2 separate regions of the Mus musculus genome follow, and region 1 is linked to region 2. The links are chromatin contacts, called in public Micro-C maps. All regions are on one chromosome and are shown on one strand. Each heading gives the region's core, a stretch centred on a gene start, on an enhancer-like site or on the middle of the called end of the contact. The rest is flanking DNA. Distances are from core to core; before and after follow the strand shown. Region 1 holds the start of Lhx4 (LIM homeobox protein 4). Region 2 holds the start of Lhx9 (LIM homeobox protein 9).

Region 1 (4,068 bases), core at 385-2,884, about 17 Mb after region 2:
AATCAACAAGCTGTTGGAAGCAATTACCAACACTGCTTACAGAATACGCTGACAGTCAATTCTCCAAGGCGCAGCGAACTTTGCAACTGTTCGCCAACAGGCGACACAAGAACTGTAGGCTACAGCGGAGGAACAATCTAAAACAGGCTCAAATGAAGCTATCTCTTCCATTTTTCTCTCAAAAACTTTACAATAAATCTCAAGACATTGGCTGGACAGCCCGCCCTGAGATTTGTGTTACAGAACCCCTGCGATGGAGAGGCAGGGCGCAGGAGGGCGCGCTGCTGCGCCGGGGATCGTAGGTAGTCTCCATCCCTGGGTGAGCCTGCTCTTACTTACAATAAACTCCTACCGCATCACTAAAGCAGTCGTAAGCGGAAGTGTAGTCTCTTGGCAAGCCCATCGAGGGAACCCTTCATCTCTCTAGGGTACCCAGGGGCACCTAGCCCAGTGCAGCCGTTTGTAAACCCAGACTTAACCAGGAGCCCGCAAGCGCGCGCTAAGCCTGAGAACCTGTTCGGGTCTCTGCACAGATTGCTTCTATCTGTTCAGGAGTCGGAAACACAGACAGATTCCCACCCGGAAAATCTCTGCCGTGTGTGCACATCCGTACAAACCAGAAACCTGGGGTGAGAGACCTGCCGTAACTAATTGCAGGCTCTGGAAGAAATTGAGAGAGCTAGCAAAGTGCCCACACGTCTGAGTCTCTCTCCCTCTTCCAGCCCCGCGCCACTAAGATTGCCTACCCTCGCCTAAGCAAAGGCTGCACGCACAACTTCGTTCCAGAGCTTCTCGCCGCTGCATTCCTCGGCTAGCTGGAATGTGGCGAGTGCATTCGCTCACCCGGAGCAGTCTGCTGGCGGCAACACAGGCGGCGGGTGCCCCGGGCAGCAGTGACTGGGGACTCAATCAAGTGCTCGAACTGCCGAAACCAAGAGTGTGACAGGGGGCTTCTGTACAGCCCTGCGACCCGGGACGCGCTCTCCAACTTCCCGCCAGCTGGGGTAAAGTTGTACCAGCGGTTCTGCGAGCTTTGGCCATTGCCGCGAAAGGTAATCAATTGGGGGACCACTTTTGCCCTCGGGCCTGGCCTGTAGCTGGAAACCTCTGTTGTCCCCAAACAGCATCCTCCCTAGGGTTCTCATAAAAGCGACGGCCCAAAGATGCTACTTTCTATACCCTTGGGCCCTCCACGAACAGTATCCCGGAATCTTTCGAATTCGATCCCAAATTGCCAAGAGTCAAGCCCTTCAAACACTGACTGGTAGTACCCCAGCTCTGTGACCGCCTCTGCACCCCGACCCCTCCCGGTCAGTGCCTTGAACGGCGCGTCCGGCCTCCCCGCACCCGCTGAGGCTGTTAGCTGTCTTGTTATCAAATTAAATTAGCGAGAAAGGAGGGTGTCTTACGTTGCATCGGCACACCGAGCATCTCCGGGAGCCCCTTGACAGCCCCCTCCGCGGGGACAGCCGCGCTCTGCATCATCTTGGAGCCAGAGGCAGCAAGTCGCAGTCTACCGAGATCTCTCGCTCTCTCCCTCTGGCTGGATTCGGAAATTTGAAAATAATAATAATAAAACCAACCAGGCCGCTGAAGTCACAGAGGAAACCGAGCCCTCCGCGTCTCCGGGAGGACTCCACAAGCTGGCTGGCCCCCTCCCCCGCCAGTCCTCAGGCTGTTTCAAATCCCTTTGATCTCGCTCTCCCGGGCTGGTGCACATCCCGGGTTGAGGAGACACTGTTGCTGCAGCTCTGGCTCCCCCCCTTCCCTTCCCCGCCCTCCTCTCCCCCTCCCCCTCCACCCTTCGCGTGCCGGCTGCCCTGGAGGCCGCGGTCACCCAGGCATTTTGATTCATTCACACTGCAGGAGCGGCCGTGACGTCGCTTTCCGCAGGGAAGCCCGCCCTCCAGCTAGTGCTGCCAACCGGGCAGCCCGCTGCAGACCCCCGGCTAGCCAGAGTAGGGGGCGAGAAGTAGGGGGGGTTCGGTAGCCCCGAATCTGGTCGGAGGTGCGGGAGGGCGGGGCCGCCTGATAGGGGGCGGGGCCTGCAGCCCCTCCCCCACCCTGCCGTGCGGGCTCGCGCCCCGGTATAAATACTGCGGCGGGCTGGGCCGCGGCAGCAGGTGGTCCCGGAGCGCAGGGACCACGCAGAGCTGGTTTCTGCCAGCTTTGGGGATTCCCCGCTCGCCCCCAGCATCGGTCCTCTAGGATCAAGGAGGGGGCGCGGTGGGCCAGGACCCAGCGGACCCTGGGTTGGCGCTCCGAGTTCAGAGCTTCTCCAGCCCACGGAGCGTGTTCTGTAACTGGATGATTCCATCCATCCTCCACTTGTTTTTTTTTTTTTTTTCCTGGCCAGTTCCTTTCCGGCCGGTACTAACCAGACCCTACTCTCTCTCCCCCGCGTCTGGCTGAGGCAGGGCCAGGGACAGCTCGTACTCGGCCGGGAACGCGCGAGTCACGCAGTGGGCCGCCACGGAGCCGGATGGAGGCAGGCGGCCTGGGCCGCGCACGAAGGTGGCCGGGCGCGGGTCTTCGTGCGCGCCCACACTCGCCTCGGCCTTCCGCCACAGTCGGCACTCTCACCACCCGAGGTCCAGTCCTAGTCCCACGCCTCCCAGCCGCCCGCCCTCCCAACTGGGTCTCCAGCCGGCGTCCACCCAGATCCGCCCTCTCTGGCTCCTGGAGACTGCTCGGCCGAACCGGCTGCCACTGCGGGCACTTTGAACGATCCCTGGCCGCGTGTGTACTGGGCGGAGGCGTGCACCGGGCCCCCGGGGCTGACCAGCAAAGGGCGTGCATTGCTGTTGTGTTTAACACACACACAGAGACTCACACACAGACACAAACGCGCGCGTAGAAAACTCATTCTTCCCATTCTCATTCCTGGAGGCAATAAAGCAAAGATCAATGCTGGGACGAAGTCGCTAGCACTTTTTCAAACACTCGACGCCTCCTGACCACCGGCTCTAGAAACCTACCGGGTCAGCCCTGGGCCCAGCCACAGCCACCTCGGACACTACCATTCCTAATTTAATTGCCGACTTCAAGTCAGATGGGTCTTTACAACCAAATGGGACCCTGCGCTGAGAAGTTTTGTTTTTGTTTTTACTCCTGGTGTTTTAGGGTTGGTGATGGAGGAGGATGGACAGTAAGAGGGGTGGCTGTGTGTGCTACTTAGGATCTGTGTCCAATGAGGTCACAGCAATTTCTATGGGTCCTAGCACTAACGAGGGTCCTGTCTTGCTGTTTACTGAGCTGTCTACACAAATTGAGAAAATACGGTGGAAATGCTAATTTCATTAGCAACCAAACACACAAGAAAAAAACCAACCAAACAAACCAGTGTAGCCCCAACCGTTTGTTTATTGGTTTGTTCCTACAACCTGGGAGGAAATAGGATTTCAGTTGGTAAGGATGTTTATAAATGGTTCTCTCTCAGGCATTGCTGTTGTCTTTATAAACTCTTAATATCCATTTGGGAAGATATTTGAGGAAATTTATCCAAACCATAAAATTTTCCTATATTTTAGTTCATGTAATTCCATTTTGAGTGTTCAATACACACAAAAGTAACCTAGAATATTTTTTAAAGATTCATGCATGAAGATCTTTATTACAGCACTATAATCTGGAGGGAAGTTTTACCTAAATACCCAACAAAAGAAAGTGGTTTGAAGAAGCATATTAGATTTGCTAGGTATTATCTTAAATAATCACTGACTCGGATTATAAGGTCTAGCAACATAGTAATGCTGTGACAACCAATAAAAATTATTAGCTAATTAGAAAAGCAGGGATAATACCCATTGTTCATTTGGGTGTGAAGAAAACAGGACAATTCATAGTGAGAATATAAATGTCTTCTAAGGGCATTTTGACAATAGTTTGTCTGTTTTATACTACTGGGGAAAGAATTCAAAGCATTGCATCTGCTTGGCAGGTAGGCATGGGCTCTACCATGGAGTTATATCCCTAACTTAGGGTAGGATAGTTTATAGCTTAAAATGTCATTTATATAGCAATGTATTCAAAGATCATGAGTAAGAATGTTACAAAGTTACAAGTACT
Region 2 (4,205 bases), core at 1,665-4,164:
GTCTCCTTCACCTGATACCTGTCCATTTCCTCTTCTCCCTGATTTTTCCGGAGGATGCTGTGAAGAGCTGAGAACCCTGATAAAACTCATTACACCCTGGGATCCTTCTCGCCCATCCTCACCAATGGAGTATACACAGTTTTAAGGCAATTTCCCTCATTTACGAAAAACAACACACACACACACACACACACACACACACACACCTGTACTCTGACCGAGCCAAAAAAAAAAAAGGGACAGAGAAGGGACTCCGGATTCTCGCAGTGGCTCTATCGCAGTGGTTCTATCTGGTGAATTGGGTCAGAGGAGTGTGTGAAGGGGCTGGGGGTGGGGGCAGTACCTGTAATAATCCTCCTTGCAGTAAATGCTACCGTCCTTGGCAAAGCAGGTGAGCTCAGATTCCAGAGCCAGCTTACATTCACAGCACTTCAGGCACCTAAGATGCCACTGTTTGTCTACGGCCAGCAGATAGTACCTGTCGGAGATCTTGCCCCCGCAGCCGGCGCACAGAGCAGGCTTCTCCGGGCTGAGAGGGGGCATACCCTGTGAAACAAGCACAAGGCAAGGCTGAGGGTGGGTTCGGGGCGTTGCCGCACAACCCGGGACGTCCTGGCAGAACGGCAACCCCAGCGCAAAACAGCACACCATTACAAGGGCCACAGAAACATTTGCAACTTCCCCCCATTTTCAACATTCTGTTCCCCTTCCTAGCATCCTGATCCTCCTAGCCTTGTGACCCTAAAAAAAAATCTCAACATCTTGAGCTTGCTGAGAGCCTACAGGATGTTTTGATGGGCGGTCCAGAAGGAGAATAACTAAGGCTAAAAATGTGTAACTTTCAAATAATACACAAAATAAAATAACAAACTGTTATTGAGAACTAGAATTCTGAAGTACGTGAATCTTTTATACACAGACAATACTATAATTCCTTTTTTTTTAATTTATATAGGCAGAATAATTTGGCCGTCGTTGTGATTCGGACATACCTAACAGCTCTTGCTGTTAAGGCCGTCGCCCTAGCCCTATCCTTGGTGAGAAAGTGAAGTGCCTGTCCTGAAAGAAGAGCCCCATCCATTCTTTTCCGTACACTCGCTCTTTTCTCTAGCCAGCACAAACAGCACAGATAATTATCTTGAATTTTTGATTCCCAAACTAAGACCTAGTTCCCAAATGAGGCTAGCTAAGGCGGTAAAACTTATTCTGAGAAACACAGTTGGGATGTGGTTGCCGCTTTTAAAATAAAGTAGCCATTACAAGTAAAAAGTTCACCGCTGGACCCTTTCCTCAGACTAGCAGAAACAGTCCGGGCTTCCCTTATTACATTCTGGTGGGCATGGGAAGGATAAATTTCGTCCTTTACTCAGATATTGGATTCTCACTGAATTAATTATACAAATAGCGACAGTGGACTATTATCCCAAAACCTCGCTGTTCTTGTCTAGAGCCCTCTCGGGTCAGTTTGAGCTACAGTCCTTGCTGTTATACAGAGGGTCTACAAAGCACTCTTTGCCCGGAATCATCTCCGCAGACTTCTGTAGTTTTTTCCCCCTTTGGTGCGTGGAAGGGGGACATGTTTAGGTTACTAGTATTTTCACGAAGACATAATAACTGCTGTTACGAATAGGAACCGCAATAGTAGATTCCATCTCTTGAGGTTGTAGCGCTCATGTTCTTGCTTTTAGACTAGGGACCCGCTCCTTCGCATTTTATTTGATTTGATTTCCCACTATCCAATACACTGGTCCCATAAGGAAGAGAAACGCAATTTTTGTGACGACCAGAGCAGCTGAACTGTCCTGCAGAGCCCCTAACAATCTCTGGTTTCGGGTGCTGAGCTCCGAAGAATGGGAAAAGGACCAGAACGTTGAGGTCTACTCTGAAGGTCTTGTCTTCTATCCCAGGGCAAGGACGCCAGGCCGGTAAGTAGTCCCCCTATTAACTGCACCAAGGCTTGCCCTGGGGGCGGGCGGATCCGGCCTGGCGGCCAGGTCGCGGGAGACTGGAGTTTGTGGTTGGCAGGGAGCACGCCCGCTCCTTCCAAGGCCCGCTGCCCTGTCGGCTCGGGATCAGCTGCTATACAAAGACTGGAGAGCTCAGGACTACAACATCTTAGACACCTCGATTCGGAAAGGGAACCTTGCCTAGCAAGCACGCCTCTCGTGAAAACCTTGCGAACATCCCTAGGCAAAAGTCCCCGGGACCCGCCATCCCCAACCTGGGCGGACCGGGAGACTCGCTGTTTCCCGGGCGCCGCGCCCGGACTGGTCCTTACCGCGTCGCGGCCGTTGAGCTGAGTGCCTTTGGTCAGACGGGCCTCAGTCTTGGATCTGCGCTCCATCTCCTCCATGATACCTTGGATGTGGCCTCCGGAGATTCCGTGGAAGAGCATGGCTGGGGGGCGGAAAGGACACGAATTGTTTTCGGCTCGGCACCCCACTATTTCCATAAACACACGCCTGGGGCTCTCAGTTCATTCGAGTGAAGAAGCAAAAGCGACCGCACAGGGCTGCGCGATGCAGAAGCGTAGAGACGCGTTGGGGAACAGGGACAAGAGAGGAAAGAAGAAAACGACAGAGTAGAAATAGCTCTACTTGAGAGGGAAAAGACCGAGGCAAAAGAACGACGGGGAAGGGGGCGGGGGGGGGGGATATCCAGGGTTTTCCAGAAGGAGATGTGCAGAAAACAAACAAACGCGGACGGAGGGAAAAGCAGGCGATTCTAACTGCAGCGAGAGATCGAGTTACTAATGGAAAACAACTGCCGAGGGGGGTTGAAGTGGGGGGGAGGAAAACAAAATCTAAGGAAGAAAGAAAAATAGTTTTGAACACAAAGAAAGAGAACGAAGTGCTAGATTCAGCGGTCCCCGGCTGCCTGCAAGTTCCCAGTGCCTGTAGGTTGCGTTGGGGACTGCTCCAGCCGGAGCTGTGTCCAATTTGTTAAGAGACTAAAGCCAGCCCATTTTTGATAATTTAGTAGGAGGAGTCCTCTCCCTGGAGCTGCCACGGATTTTTATTCAGACAACAAAGACCTGTCATACCTCCTCTCAACCCCCTGGTGATGGGCAAGCAGGGACAAACATTACAAAGGGGTGGGGGACTGGGGGAAAGGCAGAAGGAGGGGGTCTTTACCCCCTCCCCACATGCGCGCCTGCACACACACACACACACACACACACACACACACCCTCAAGCATACATCTTTCCAAGAGTTCCCAACAGTCATGTTTTCAAAGCGGTAAAGGAGCCCTTATTGTCCGCATCCTGGATTTGATCCTAGTTTATCCGACCCCAGCCAGGAGTGCACAGAAGATCAGTTCCAAACCTTAAGTTTCCTTCTCATCTACAGACTTTTTTAAATCCCCGTTTTACAAGACTGTCACCAGAAATGTATAAAAACCCCACAGACTTTGAATCACTCCACGGAAACGGTACTTTTAATGTATGCTCCCTTGCTCCCCATCTCTTCTTAACTTACTTATTAAAAGCACTCTTCAGACAGTTGTCTGCTTGCCTAACCTCCCCGAGGGCAGGCGGTGCCACCAGGCTCTGAGACGTCCACCAAAGTGAAAAAGGGGCGTGGAGAGCCTACTTTTCTGAGTAATACTTTTGGAAATATATATATTTACTATATATATATATACATATATATAGTAAATTTTTCGAGTGTACAGGCCAGGACATGCTTTTGTAGACTGTATACTTAACAGAACCTTGACCGTGGAGCGGGTTACTCTTTTACCTAATTCTAGATTGAAGGTAAACTTGGAATTCTAGAGTCCCCTTTGGAATTTGTCACCGTGCACAGGTCTTGGGTGAGCTGGATGCCCGACTAGGGTAGGACGACGAGGCAATAGCCGCTAGTGTTCCACACACTTAGAAGGGTGTGAAAGAGGCTCTGGGTGGAGGCGGGGAAGTGAGAACTAACAGGCAGGATGGCAGACTGCTCCTCACAAGAGATGGTATTGTTCTGTCGCCCTCTGTTCTAGTTAGCTCGGCCCTTCCCCTCCCTCTGGACCCATTAAAACGTGTCCACAATACCGCAATACTCTGATATTGTGGATTCACTGAAACGACCACGGGGTGGGGGTGGGGGGAGTCCTAGGATCGTGATGCCAGGAGCAGCGACGGGAACTTAATCCGAAAGGGAAGAAAGCCTGGCCGCTCCCGCTCCTCTCTGCCTGCTCGCCAGTCTCGGCTTCA

What was found. A called contact is a pair of places that touch in the nucleus more often than the background predicts.
Region 1: a contact with region 2 is called in a Micro-C map of embryonic stem cells, with 25 times the contacts expected there. The contact joins the promoter of Lhx4 here to the promoter of Lhx9 in region 2. A contact is called at or near these places in 1 of 39 promoter capture datasets (cranial neural crest) and 4 of 484 Hi-C or Micro-C datasets (all in embryonic stem cells).

The regions. Positions count from the first base shown.
Region 1 is chr1:155,740,393-155,744,460 of GRCm38.p6, forward strand. It overlaps Lhx4 (LIM homeobox protein 4), which reads right to left and starts at 1,635. Exons shown (of 6, transcript NM_010712.2): 1 at 1,410-1,635. The coding sequence starts at 1,485.
Region 2 is chr1:138,839,530-138,843,734 of GRCm38.p6, forward strand. Lhx9 (LIM homeobox protein 9) reads right to left here and starts at 2,915. Exons shown (of 5, transcript NM_001042577.1): 1 at 2,279-2,915; 2 at 344-546. The coding sequence starts at 2,452.